Linked DNA regions of Callithrix jacchus: region 1 is linked to region 2. The links are chromatin contacts, called in public Hi-C maps. All regions are on one chromosome and are shown on one strand. Each heading gives the region's core, a stretch centred on a gene start, on an enhancer-like site or on the middle of the called end of the contact. The rest is flanking DNA. Distances are from core to core; before and after follow the strand shown.

Evidence for each region. Hi-C and Micro-C count contacts between places; a contact is called where the count stands out from the background.
Region 1: a contact with region 2 is called in a Hi-C map of skeletal muscle, with 9 times the contacts expected there. The contact joins two enhancer-like sites. A contact is called at or near these places in 3 of 3 Hi-C or Micro-C datasets (induced pluripotent stem cells and skeletal muscle).

What each region holds. Positions count from the first base shown.
Region 1 is chr3:57,235,142-57,241,901 of calJac240_pri, reverse strand. The region is part of intron 2 of MAML3 (mastermind like transcriptional coactivator 3); the gene reads right to left. Among named protein-coding and RNA genes, the nearest start is that of MGST2, 70 kb to the left of the region's middle. Within about 2 kb of position 1,536, at least 15 of the 16 cell types and tissues checked have an H3K27ac peak or open chromatin away from gene starts, as enhancers often do. A contact at or near this core is called in skeletal muscle, where this site is marked.
Region 2 is chr3:56,903,357-56,910,197 of calJac240_pri, reverse strand. The region is part of intron 1 of MAML3 (mastermind like transcriptional coactivator 3); the gene reads right to left. Among named protein-coding and RNA genes, the nearest start is that of MAML3, 110 kb to the right of the region's middle. Within about 2 kb of position 2,122, at least 7 of the 16 cell types and tissues checked have an H3K27ac peak or open chromatin away from gene starts, as enhancers often do. A contact at or near this core is called in skeletal muscle, where this site is marked.

The DNA of each region.
Region 1 (6,760 bases), core at 287-2,786, 330 kb before region 2:
AAAAAAAAAAAAAAAGAACTTCAAAAGCACAGTGTGAAAAAAAAAAACAACCCTCCCAAAAGGATAGTCATGTTATTACTTCCCACGATTATATGTTTCCCCAAATAATTCCCTTCCAGAGGTTTAGCCTTAGGGTTCTCACTGAAGACCTACAGGCAGGAAGGGCTGTATGTATTATTCTATTAATTTTTTTTTAGAGACAGGGTTTCACTCCATTGCTCAGTCTGGAGTTCAGTGGTATGATCACAGCTCACTGCAACCTCCAGCCCCTGGGCTCAACCAATCTTCCTGCCTCAGCCTCCTGAGTAAGTGAGACTACAGATGAATGCCACCATGCCCTGCTAATTTTTAAATTCATTGTAGAGATGGTGGTCTTACTATGTTGCCCAGGCTGGTCTTAAACTCCTGGCTTCAAACAGTCCTCCTGCCTTGGCCTCCCAAAATGTTGGGATGACAGGCAGCAGCCACTGCTCCCAGCACTAGGTGCATTCTTAAAGGACTGCCCTCCCTACGAAACATCTTTAGTACTTTCCCAACAAGCTCTGCCACATTCAACGGTGGGTGAGACACACCTACAGCCCCAGATTCTGATGTATATTCCAAAGTGTGAAGATGTACTCAGTGACTTGCCTTATACATTAAGCTGGCCGAGGCCACTGTTTCCTATTACATGGCTTCCTTTAACCTCCAGTCTAAGAGGGCTTAATGAGAAATCTTCTGTCAGATTTCAGGATTTCAAGCCACTGCTCATTTCTAAGAAAGACACACACTGTGTTGTGCAATTAGAGAAAACCAGGCTGAGCTTTCCTCATGTGGAATGTAATGCCTTGAAGCCAAATGATGCAGTATTTTTAGTTGTAATTACTGGCTTGTTCTCCAATCCACTCCTTGCCCAACGACCTCCCTTGCTTCTCCTAAGAATCTTAATACAGTTTCTCCCCCTCAAAAATCCAACTGGCTACATAGATCTTCATTACTCGCCTAACCCTCTCACTCTTCCGTAAAATAAAGGAAGGAGAAAGAAATAAAAACCAAGGAACCTACTTTACATATCTTCTCTTCCAGGGAAAAGATCTTAGCAATTTTCTAAAGGCTAGAGTGAGGTAGGAGGTGTTAAGAGCACCCTTACCTCCCCCAAACAGGCAGTTTTCGACTTCAAAAAACAGCTATGGTAAAAATATCTCCCAAGAACAGCCAGCTGTTTATTTATAAATCTGTGCGTAGGGAAGCTTTAATTTCTCTGAAGTGTTTTCAAGAACATGCATAGTGTTTGGGTGAGAGGGGCCGGCGTTGTTGGCAGCGAACCAAAGAGCAGGGAATCACAAAAGACGGCCGGTGGCGAGGAGGCTGGGGTGACGGGGACCCCGTGAATCACGGGCTCGAGGACGCCCAGGGCTTTTCAGCCTTTTCCAGGCGTCCCTCGCCGGGGGAACGCGGAGCAGCTGCCGTTCTCCCAGCGCCCCAGCAGATGGTGGTGTCAGCCCGGCCTCGCGCCCGGCCGCCGCCGCGCCCGCGCCCCTCCCCTCGCAGATGGCTTAATCAGGGCTCCCGCCCGCCCCTCCGCGGCCCCCGCCCAGCGCGTCTGGGCGAGCGCTGCGAACGTGGAGCCAGGCAGTCAAGTGTTACTGCGTACAGCAGGTAGCCTGGCAACTGAGAGCATAATACCGAGCAGATGGTGTTCGCACGGCGTGATGGACATCACACACGACAGCCTGAGACAATCCAGGAATTCCCTGGTGACTCGAGGCCCTCTTTACACAAAATGAGTTCTCTCTCCATTGCGGTGTATCTCTGGGATTATCTCCCCCCTCCTCCGACTGACACTGAACTGGTTTCTTATTACCGACTTTTCTTCCAGCCAGAGGGGAGGGAGAACTCAGGCGGGGGAGGACACGGGAAGGGGACGTGGAAGGAAACGGAAGGGCTGGGAGTGGGGTCCGGGGGCAGTGGCGACCACAGAGGGGCGGGAGGGTGGCGGACACCAGACCCCAGGGCTGACAGCCCGGGAGGGACCTGGTTTCCAGGAGCCCAGCTGCACAAAGCCGGCGCGGGGAGGGAAGGAGCGAGCCTCGGGTAGGCCCGGCGCGGCTTCTTCGGCTCAGAGTCCTTGCAACTGCTTGGCCTACGAACGGCCTAAATGAAATTTAGGATTTTATTGAAAAAGTCCCCTGGGGCCTAATTTGGCCTCTCGACTCGAGCCTATGTGCTTACAAGTACTTAGGGGACTCCGGCTAAGAAGTCAGGAATGGGGCCTGTGCGCCGCCGGCAGGCCCGAGACCGCCTCTCGGCGCAGGCGGCCCTAACAAAGAAGCCCACGAGGCGGTCCCAGGCGCGGGCAGGGGCGGCGCGGGGGCGCTCGGGAGACCCGCTAAGGGCTCTGGAGGTCCTTGGCCGGTGCGCGCCGCTCAGGAGCCGGCGAGGCTGTGGTGTGCTCCCGAGGGCGCATTTCCCAGGTCTCGCCATACCGTGCGTGTTAGTGGCTGGGGAGGACACGGGGACAGAGATGAGGATATTTCGTGGCAGGAAAGAGTAAAAATAAAGCAATGCATAAACAAAAGGAATGTCCTAGAAAACCTATGCTACACACACACACACACACACACACACACACACACACTGAACTGAGTCAAGTAAAAAAATTTTTTAAGGAATGAATCTTTAGCCCAAGTGGGATTTCGATTAAATTTTATATATCAAAAGATTTCTACGTCCAACCTCTCACCAGAATCCAGAGGCTTTCCACTGCAAAGATACTGTTGAAAGTTTTATTAGTAAGTTTGAGAAGACGGATGTATGTATCAGAGGTGAAAGCTAACATGACCTTGCTGGGCCAAAGAGCGCAGCAGTTTTACGTCATTGAGCAGCTCAGGATGAATCTAACACCCACGATGGCTAGACGGAGGCGCCTGGCTGTGACTGCCCGAGGTGCAGGCAAGCCATATGACCTCTCTCTCTCAGTCCCCACCCCCTGAAATGAAAACCATACTCATAAGACTCCTTGACAATGGAAATTTTGAAGGTGACATAGTTAATGAAGTGCCATAGAAAAGAAATAGCTAAGAAGACTCTAAAACCTCCCCAGTTGAACGAAGAACTAAATTAGAGGTTCTCAAAGTGTGGTTCCAGGATCAAATGCATTAGTTCCCACCTGGGAGCTTGTTAGAAATGCAAATTCCCAGGCTCCCCCTCTAGGCCTCCTGAATTAGAACTTCTGGGGATGGTTTAACAAGCTCTCCAGGTGATTACGATGTCCCATAGAGAATCATTGGGGCAAATAATCCTGTGCCCTGATTAAATTGCAAAGCTGCACTTTCAAAAGCAAGCCAGGGTGCTGAGTTGCTTAGGTTTCTGTTGCAAAGTTTCCTGCCTTGGGACAAAATTCTCAAAATTTTCGGAGGGTTGCTTAGGCCAGTGATGTTTGCAATACAAACCCAAGAATTCTATAAGAATTGGCTGAAGGAGCCAATTCTTCCAGGAAAGGCTACTTCAGTTGCAACTGTGCTGTGGAGGCTGAGGAGCACCCACGACTGAGGAAGGAGTGAGTCCCCTATAATTCGACTCATTATAATGCAACTCATTATAATGTGCTGCTAAGACAGCATCACACATCGCTAAACTTACAAGTCCCTGGTGTAATAAGGTGAACTATGAAAAGCTATGATTGGAGGAAAGTTTCCTTTGATAGAAAGGGTTCTTCAAATATGAAGAATGTAACATTTATGGGACACCTACTCATTGCAAAATACTCTCCTAGGGTCTTTCACCTCCATATTTAACTCATTTTGTTGATATTTTTTTAAAACCCGAATTTCTGAGACGTTAAGGAACTTGTGTGATGTCCCACAGCTGGTGGTGGCGTCTCTGGGATTCTGACTTTTCCACTGACCATAACATGCATCTGGTCTAAATTGAGCAGACCACCCAGGAGGATGCTGGAGTAAAAAGAAATGGGAAGGGGGTGGTGAGAGGAATGGACATAGAATAAAAAGGTAGAGACCCTTGGGATCAAAGGATGCAACTGAAAGAGCACCAAAATATGCATCTTTTTTTGTTTTGTATATGTTGCCTCATACCCAAAATTGGGATGCCTCTGTGGTATCAACTTCGACATTTAAAGAAAGGGCATAAGATTAGATCATTCAACCATAAGTGGAAGGAAGAAAGAAAATGAAATAACACCTTAGAATTTTCTTTGAAGTTGATCTGCTGTCAGGGCAGAGATTTGGTTTTCTTTTACAAACTTTCTTTTTCCAGAGCAATTTTTAATGTGGGTTTGGAGAGGTGTTTATAATTAACTTATAGCAGAGCTCCAAAAGGGCCCATTCCATCTAAACTCCTCTGTCTCAGCAGATTATTGAAGATTGGATTGAAAGGTTTGTTTTCTGATGTGTGATGGTTGTGTCCCAAGATGATTGAGTTTGAGGGAGAGTTCACCAAGTTAGGAGGCTTATCACTGAAACAACAGAAACTTAGGGCCCAGTGCGAAGGCTGCTAAATGGGTTCAGCAAAGCTCTTTGTTCAGCTTCTAGAAAGGAACAGGGTAGATTGGGGGAACCCCACAGGCCTGGGTAGAAACTCAGCTCCACCATGGGCCCAGTGACTGGTACACCCTGACCACATAACAAACAGCTTGTGGTTCTTACTCTTACTGCCGAAACCTCTTGATCATGCAGAGCATCCTTCAAGGTGAGGGAAATGGCAAGGTTTCAGCTAAATGGCTTTAGCTCCTCAAACAATGGAGACCAAGGCTTGTCATAGTCAGGCCAGGCATGGTGGCTCACGCCTGTAATCCCAGCACTTTGGGAGGCCAAGGTGGGTGGATCACCTGAGGTCAGGAGATTAAAACCAGCCTGGCTAACATGGTGAAACCTAATCTCTACTAAAATACAAAAATTAGCTGGGCTTGGCGGCATGCACCAGTAGTCCCAGCTACTCAGGAGGCTGAGGCAGGAGAATTGCTTGAGCCTGGGAGGTGAAGGTTGCAGTGAGTTGAGATTACGCCACTGCACTCCTCCCTGGGCGTGATACAGTGACACTCTGTCTCAAAAAAAAAAAAAAAAAAAAAAAAAAAGGCCTTGGTCCCCATTATTTTAGGAGCTAACTGCCTAATTGCTAGGGAATTATTTTACAAATATACATTTTGCTGATTCCTTCATCTGCTTCCCAATTGCTTGGGAACATTTGAAAAACAATGCAGAAAAGTATAGATAGAAAAAAAGTATAAAGAAAAAAGCTAGCATTCATTTTTAAGACTCAAAGATAACCACTGTTAATATTTTGATGTGTTTTTATAGTTCCTCCTAATTTTTTCCCATATGCAATAACATATTTTTATGCTTATGATCATGATATATGCACAATTGTACACACCCTACTGATTCTTAACTAAGTAACATGGGAGAGGTAGAAAGTTCTAACTTTACAAACGCTTCCGAGTTATAATTTCCTGGCAGGATGATATCCTTATGGCATCCTTCCTGGCAAGGCTTTTAGTTCCTTCGGGACCAAGACTATGAGTCTTTGGAGTATCTAGCACAGAGCTATGGCCACAGCTGCAACTAAATAAAGATTTCCTGAACTCAACTGACTAATTGGCTATGATGAATTCTAGCCTAAACCAATTATCAGGTATAACTGGAGAGGACAAAATGATGGCCTTTTAATGGACTGCTGCTCCGAGCTCCTGAGCTGACCCTCTGCTGAATGTTAAAGAAAGGGTTAAAGTTGGTAGTCCAGTGCAAATGTGAGAGTGCCACCAGCCACAGGAAAGTCAGCCTTTCAAGGCCATTTTTTGGGGGGATAAAAGCAACAAAAACACCATTTGTCCTTATCAATGCTTTGAACATAGTTACCATAGGTCCCTGCAATGGAAACACAACTTTGAGAGTTATGCTTTTCGTCTGCCTTTGATGTAAATTATAGAGTCCTTTTGATCCCTTTCTTGTGATTAATTCCACCATGAAAGCAATTCTAAATTGGTTAAAAGTTCATTGGTGTACAACAATAGAAGCTTGATTGAATAAATTATGGTACATCCATACCATGAATACTAGGCAGCCAATAAAAATCATGCCTCCTTAGACTATCTAATCACATAGAAAAAAAGCTTACCATATATAGTTAAGAAAGGCAGAGGAGGAAAACAGTTTCCTTTTGCTTTGTTTATGTCCTCTGGTGTTAAAACTCAACAACAGAAACCGTTTTTAAAGCACTAGCTACCGGATAGTCTTGTTAGACAAGAATTATAAGGGTTTTATTTTTATGCTTTTTATATTTTCTGTTATGAATATATATTACTTTTAATATTATTTTTAAAAGCTTGTTAAGAATAAGGAGGCTAAACTGATATGGAATGAAATGTAGAGTTCAAGAGGGGCCCAGGCTGTCTCTGGGACCTGGACTATTTCTCCCTGCGCCCACCTTATGCTCTAGAGGGTGTAATAGACATGCGTAATTGGCAGGTCCCCTTTCAAAACCTGTACGTGGCTTGAACAACTGGCCTTGGATACAGGTTCGGCAACTAGGTCAGCTTTCCACTGCTTCCACAAAGAGCTCCCAAGTCCCAGGGGAAGGGTACATCTTCCAAGAGTTCTTTGGTCCACCTGGACAAGGCTGCTCTCGGCGGCACCACCCATCTGGCTGTGGCTTTTCTCCATCTTAGGTTTGAAGCCACAGTGCATGGCCAGAACCAGCCAGAACTTTGGAGTTCAAGAACTCGAGAGGTGGGTGAAAATTGCCATTGCCTCCACAAACTGTCTTC
Region 2 (6,841 bases), core at 873-3,372:
AGAAGCGGTCTGAAAGGAGGGCGCAGCCTAAGCAAAGGCACAGGGGGACAAAGCAGAGGTATCATTGCCCTGATCAGGTATCCAGGGCGATGTCACAGCTAGTGCCTAGACAGACTGTTGGGCAAGTGCGGATTTGGGAGGAACGCGCTGAGGGACTTAGAGGGATTTGTGCTTGGCTGGCTGAGTTAGGAAATTCAGGGCAGCCGAGGTGGGTGTGAAGCAGGGATTTGAAGGCAGAGAATTACACACCAGGAAGAAGAAGAGAAGCAAGAAGAGCTGGTCCTGGCAGGTTTACTTGGCGGAAGCGCAGCGCCTGTATCTGAATAATGAAGTTGGTGAAACTGAGAGGACTGCAACCCAGAGATGAAGGCGCGGAGCCAGAACGTGGTTCACGCTGCGCTTCCAGCTCCAAACTCTCAGCAAAGGGCTGAGCACAAAATAGAAGAGCGATGAATGAATAATACCTAATAATATCCTGACTGGCTTGCCGGCTAACTGCAGGACAAGCCAGTTTTACAGGACTTGGCGGCCAGTCCTTTATTTTTAAACTTCATTGCCCGCTCTTGGAGCTTGAGTTTGTTATTTACACCTTCCCCCCAAAAAATGGGCACAGCAGAAGATGGAGGCGCTGCTCAGATCTGAGCATTTGGCTACCTGTAAATAGCTCTGGTTTCGCTTGGAGGAGACTGAAATGAAATGAAATGAAGTTTGAAGACTGCCTACGAATTTTAGCTTTAAATATTGTAAGTCAGCAATGACGGCACTGACCATCTTTAAGTTCATGATAATAAGAAAAAGATAGGCTCTTTGAACAACAACAACAAAAAATCCAGTTCTCAACATTTGATAAGGCTTTTCTCTTTTGCTTAATCTGACCCTACATACTTTCCTTTAAGAAAACATTTTAGTTTTGGTTCAAACAACCAGACAAAAATTAGTGTAAATGCTGGGAAAAAACAGGTGGAACAGGAGAATAATGATCACTTTTCTGTGTGATCCTGAGTAAGTGGACTGGATTTCTGGCCCAGTAGTAGGGCCAGAAAATTCCTTTCAAGAATGAAAGGAAAGTTTCTTGAGGGAAATAGACAGTTTAAACATGAATATCATTCCTTTGATATCCTCCCAAAACACGAGCAAATTCAGGAAGAGGTTACAGGAAACCTCAATACCCATTCAGAAATAAACACAGGTCATTTTTTCAAAAGGCCTACAAGTGACCAAATAATAAAGCCATCTCCAAAAGGTCAGGAGAAATTTATTGGGAACCTACTAGGCATAGAACTGAAGAAAGTCTTGTAACAGGGCTTCACATGGTTGCAAAAACAGTGGGTGCCTTCACTATGTTTATTACCAAAGATAGCAAATGTTTTCCGTGGAAAACTTCACTGGAATCTCTTTTGTCCTAAGTTCAAATCTATGAAGCCATAATTACCCAGGTAACTTGGGTCTGATGTTGCCTAAAATATCCAGGTAATTACAGGAGAAAGGTCATTTCCTCTGTGTAATCTCAACTATACCATTGGCTGTCTATACTGGCAGTTATCCAGTTAAGAACAGCCTTTCACATTTCACTTTGTACTTGCTTAGACCCTGCCAAGACTGAAAATCTTAACGAGTTTTTAAAAATCCCCTTTATAAATATTCCTCTTCCCTTGCCCCATTCCCTAGGATGATCTGATGACTTCCTCACAAGACGATATACAAAATACTCTTTGCTAATTTTTATATTCAAAGGAAATGCATTCTAGAAAGAATACTGTGAGACAGAAATGAAACAAGAAAGATGAAGAGGAAGAATGAACAGGGGTGCCAAGATCTGCAAAACTGTGGGGATTAAAGGATTCATAGCAAGAGAGAGAGAAAGAGAGAGGAGCAAAGCAGATATGCAGGTCAACAGACATCTTATTCAGAGTTTGAGCTTTGTCAACACAGGCAGTTTGGGGGCAGAAAGAAGCGCATCTGCTGGGCTGTGATTGCACAAGAGAAGCTACCATTCCTTTTCTTCACAAAGAAAAAAATGGCATTTATCTCAAGTACTGCAAGGCATATTAGGATTCACCTCCCCCATTCTTTCTTCCCTCTTCCTCCTACCATCTCCCTGGCCGCCTCCCTTTCCTGTTGGAAAAGAAAAGGTGGGAGGGAGAGGAGGACCCACCGGTCACAGACAACGCTGTGGGATTCTCTTTCTTCAGCTTTTACCAGCCTATGGGGGTCAGGATGCTATTGGTTCAGCTTTATGTATGATATGGTGCCTCTCACTTAGCAACAGCGAGCAGGAGAGGCAGGAAGCAACGCCACCTGGCTCAGCAAGTGTGCGGATGGTTTAAAATGAGCTACTCACTCACAGGGAGACAGAGGGGGGAAGAGAGCAGGCTGAGCTTAATATATTGTACTATTAAGAGCAAGGCTTAATCAGGGTGTTAACAACAACCAACAGGCAGGTTATGGGGGAAGAGCAAAGACTGGACAGGAGTTATTTTTAATGAGTATCTACATATAAATCATACACGTTGCCTTCATTTTTTTAAAGGACAAACTACACTGTGCTGCCTGGATGGTGGGTGGAGAGAAAGATGGTTATCTAGGCAAAAAAATAAGAGATAAGATGCATCTAAAACTCTGCAGTGAGTTTACTCGGTTTTACTTTGTTTTCACACCAGGGTGCTACTAGAAAAGAAAAAGTAAAATTGGGTGTACTTGAAAAAGGAATTGGCTACGTAATTACAGGATTTTTTTAAAATTAGTCAACACAGTAGCTATTTCTAAATCTTAAATTCCATTTTAGCATTTGAAAATTAACTTTCTGGAGTGGAAGGTGGCAAAAGAGAAGTACATCTCTGCTAGAAAGAGACTTTTTTTCCTTTGCCTCCTTTGTGGTAAAAGGGAAATTTCTAAGAAGGATGCTGATAGAAGTTCTAAAAGCTCAAACTGCCTGAATATAACAGGGCTCAGTGCCAATAACAACAAGGAAATGTATTCTGCTATTCTATATTCTTTCATTTCTCTTAATAGAATTTTCCTTCCTCTCTATTCTAGGTCTCCCCATCAAACTTTAGAAGGATTAGCTCACCTACTTATCTATCCCAACCCATCCCACCCCATAACATCTAAGATCCTAGCCTTAGACCCTAAAATATAAATGGGAAAGCATCCTTCTTTCATTCTTAGAGAAGAAATGGGAGTCAACTTGGGTCTTTCATTGGAGTCAACTGGTGTCCTAGAGACAAAGCCCAACACTTTGTCAGAAGGCACAGATGGGCCTGTGTCTGTTCTTCTAAACCAGACCCAATTAACCCCTTAGGCTCTGAGTAGTAAAAGCCACTGACTACAGTGACACCTACTGCTCGGGGTACAGCTGTACATCCTCACACCACCTCCCAGGTTCTCCAAAGCAGCCATTTGTTCCACTGCTGTGGGCTCCACAGAACACATTTCTCTCTGCTCTGGGCTAACACCTGGAGAAGGAAATGTTCAGCCCTCTCATTCTAAGGATGGCCTCTGAACCTATAAGTCAGGACCTTCTATAGGCAGGAGTCCTCACTCATGGGGATACAACACACTCTCAATCTATAAAGTGACTAACTCTCACAGTGATTCCATACAAGAGGGACAGAAAACGTAAGTCTGCACAGAGCCCACACCTCCTTCAGAATCACGACATTGAAATTACTTGTTAATCCTCTTTGATACCCAATGAAGTTATCCTGGAAAAAAATGAAAGTTTTACTCAGTATCCACTGAATTTCGCTCTGCAGAGAAAAATATGGTATGAAACACTAGTACAATCATGGTATCTAGAAACTCCACTTCTAGTTTATACAAGAGCATGTTAATTAATCCATCCCTTTTACTTTATGCATTTAGATGCCAGAAATTTCCTCCCATTGAGAAAGAAATTCATTTAATTATGGAAGTCAAAGTTATACTGCTCTGAAGGCATAGCAAAAATACCTATATGTTGAGAACAACATCTATAAATCTAGAAAAGGCAAGAAACAAAATCATTAACGAAACCCTTGACTTAAAACCATATTAAAGGCACCAAGAGCAGTAAGTCAGATTTTAAAATTAATACTTTAAGCCAGGCACAATGGCTCACGCCTGTAATCCCAGCGCTTTGGGAGGCTGAGGCGGGTGGATCACCTGAGGTCAGGAATTCGAGACCAGTGTGGCCAATATGGTGAAACCCTGTCCCTACTAAAAATACACAAAAAAATTAGCCAGGAGAGGTGGCGCATGCCTGCAATCCCAACTACTCGGGAGGCTGAGGCAGGTGAATCACTTGAACCCAAGGCGGAGGTTGCAGTGAGCTGAGATTGAGCCACTGCACTCCAGCCTGGGTGAAAGGGATGAGACTCCATCTCAAAAAAAAAAAAAATTAATTTAATCAATTTAATGGTTCAGGAGGTATAGCTTGTTTCATTTTTGACAAAGACTGTCTAACAAATCTTCACCAAGATAGGTACACATTGAACAGAACACAAGTAATGCTGAAAATTTAAATATCACCCTTCTTTCTGGATGCTTGAAGTGCTATGCAAATATTTGCTTTTTATTCCCAAACATTAGACTTGAAATAATTGGATGTTACATTGTGCTATTCTCATTTTCCTGCTGGAAAACAGAGGAGCTCAGCAGTTTACCCAACGTCACAAAGCAAGCTGGTGGAGGTGCCAGGATAAGAACCAGGCTTCCTGATGTAAAGCTTGTGACTTGGCCACTGGACCACCAGAACCAGGCAATTCTCTCTGAATCCCTGTGAGGACGATCTCAGATCTCTTACTGATGCCTCACCCCGTGTGATCATTTGTGTTATTGTCTCAGAGTTGCGATGGCCCTTATTTATACTCTTCTTTAAGTTCTTACTTTGTGACCTCATTTATCAGTTGCTTTCATGAAATGGGTTAAGGAAAAAAAATAAGAATGTGCAAGCCTCAAGTAAAACCTACGAAAAGCCCAGAAATGGTTCACACATAAGTTAAATAAAAGGCTAAATGTACCCACCTCTACCTGCCTAACTCTAATGTTGTAGCACTAAAATGAGTATGAAGCGAAAGGATACTCAGAAAAGCGGCTGTGCTGGCTCTCCACTGAGACATCAATCCACAAGGTGGAGCCACTGCGGGGTAGCCAGCTATGTAACCAATTAATAGCACAACAGTGACATTTTCATTCTTTTCCATAGAATTTCCCACTGGCAGAACACACCTGAACACACACCTGTGTGGGGTGTGCAAAGTGTAGCTCTGTGACGCTGCCATGGATCATCTAGGCCCCATGTAGAAATCTGTTCAGTGGGGTGTGGGTGTTCAAAATGGCATCCTTAAATGTCCCTCAAAAAAAACATACATTTCTTTCTTTTTCTTTCTTTTTTTTTTTTTTTTGAGATTGAGCCTCACTTTGTTGCCCAGGCTAGATTGCAGTGGCATGATCTCAGCTCACCATAACCTCTGCCTTCTAGGTTCCAGTGATTCTCCTGCCTCAGACTCCCAAGTGGCTGCGATTACAGGTATGTGCCACCACATCGGGCTAATTTTTGTATTTTAGTAGAGACGGAGGTTCACCATGTTGCACAGGCTGGTTTTGAACTCCTAACCTCAGGTGACCTACCCACCTCTGCCTCCCAAAGTGCTGGGATTACAGGCATGAGCCACCATGCCTGGCAAAAAACCCACATATTTCTATTTGATAAGAAAGCTCCTTCCCTCAAATTATTCTTATATCTGCAACTATTTCCTCCTAACAAGGAAAGTGAGTAAGTGGTGACAAATTTGTTTCCATGAATCATTTCTTTTCCAGACACCATTTTACAGAAAATCCAATATCCAGTATCAGCCTAACGGACAGCACTTATGAGGTACACAGGGCTGAAAGAGGCCCACAGAATCCCCCCTCATTCAAATCCTAAAAGTTATATTAAGTCAATCACGAAACGAGACAAATAAGGACAGTGGGCAGTTACACATTCCTCAGACAGTAATATGAACGGCAGCCACCAACAACTGGTGCCCCTGGTTTAGCGTCGGATAGGCTGTTTGGAAACTTGCCTCTCCAAACGGCCCCTTCCAATACTTTCATGTCTTCCACGGCAGCAGCATTCTTTCAGCACCAACCTGGAAACTGGGGTCACTCTAACTACTCCCCTTCATCTTCTTCAGTGACTCATTATGCCCCTTGGACTATTGCTTTGGAATGTCTCACATCTGGCTCTCCCATTCCCATCCACATTAGGTAATTCTGTCTGGGAGCATATCACTTTACATTCCCTGATCCTTGCATTTCTCCTCTGGGTCATCTAGCTTCGAGATACCTTAACTTCATCGTGTCAGATCCAAATAACTTTGCCACAATATGGTCCATGCAATCCTACTTGTCTAAACAAAACCAACCATGGCAACATACACACGTGGTTATATTTATTTTAAAATTGTTGATTGAATATATCAGGGGCCAGTAAATATTTTTTCTGTAAAGGGCCATTTAGTAAATATTTCAGGTTCTGAGGGCCAAAAGGCAAAATTGAGGCTCTTAAGTAGGGAGAAAACACATTTCCACAAATTTTTGGTTGGAAAAATTCAAAACTTTTTTTCTGGACACTATAATTTGAATTTTAGTCAGCTTTCACATTCCAAAAAATATTGCCATTATGTTGACATTTTTTCAACCATTTAAATATGCAAAAATCACTCTTACCACATGGACCATACAAAACAGGGGGTGGGCTTGGGTTTTGGCTCATGGGTCAAAAAATATATATCAAGTGGTTAAAACTGATGAGGGCTAGGAATAGGAAGGAGAACAAAAGAAAAGCTTTTTCCCCTTCACTTTTAAATTAAGACAT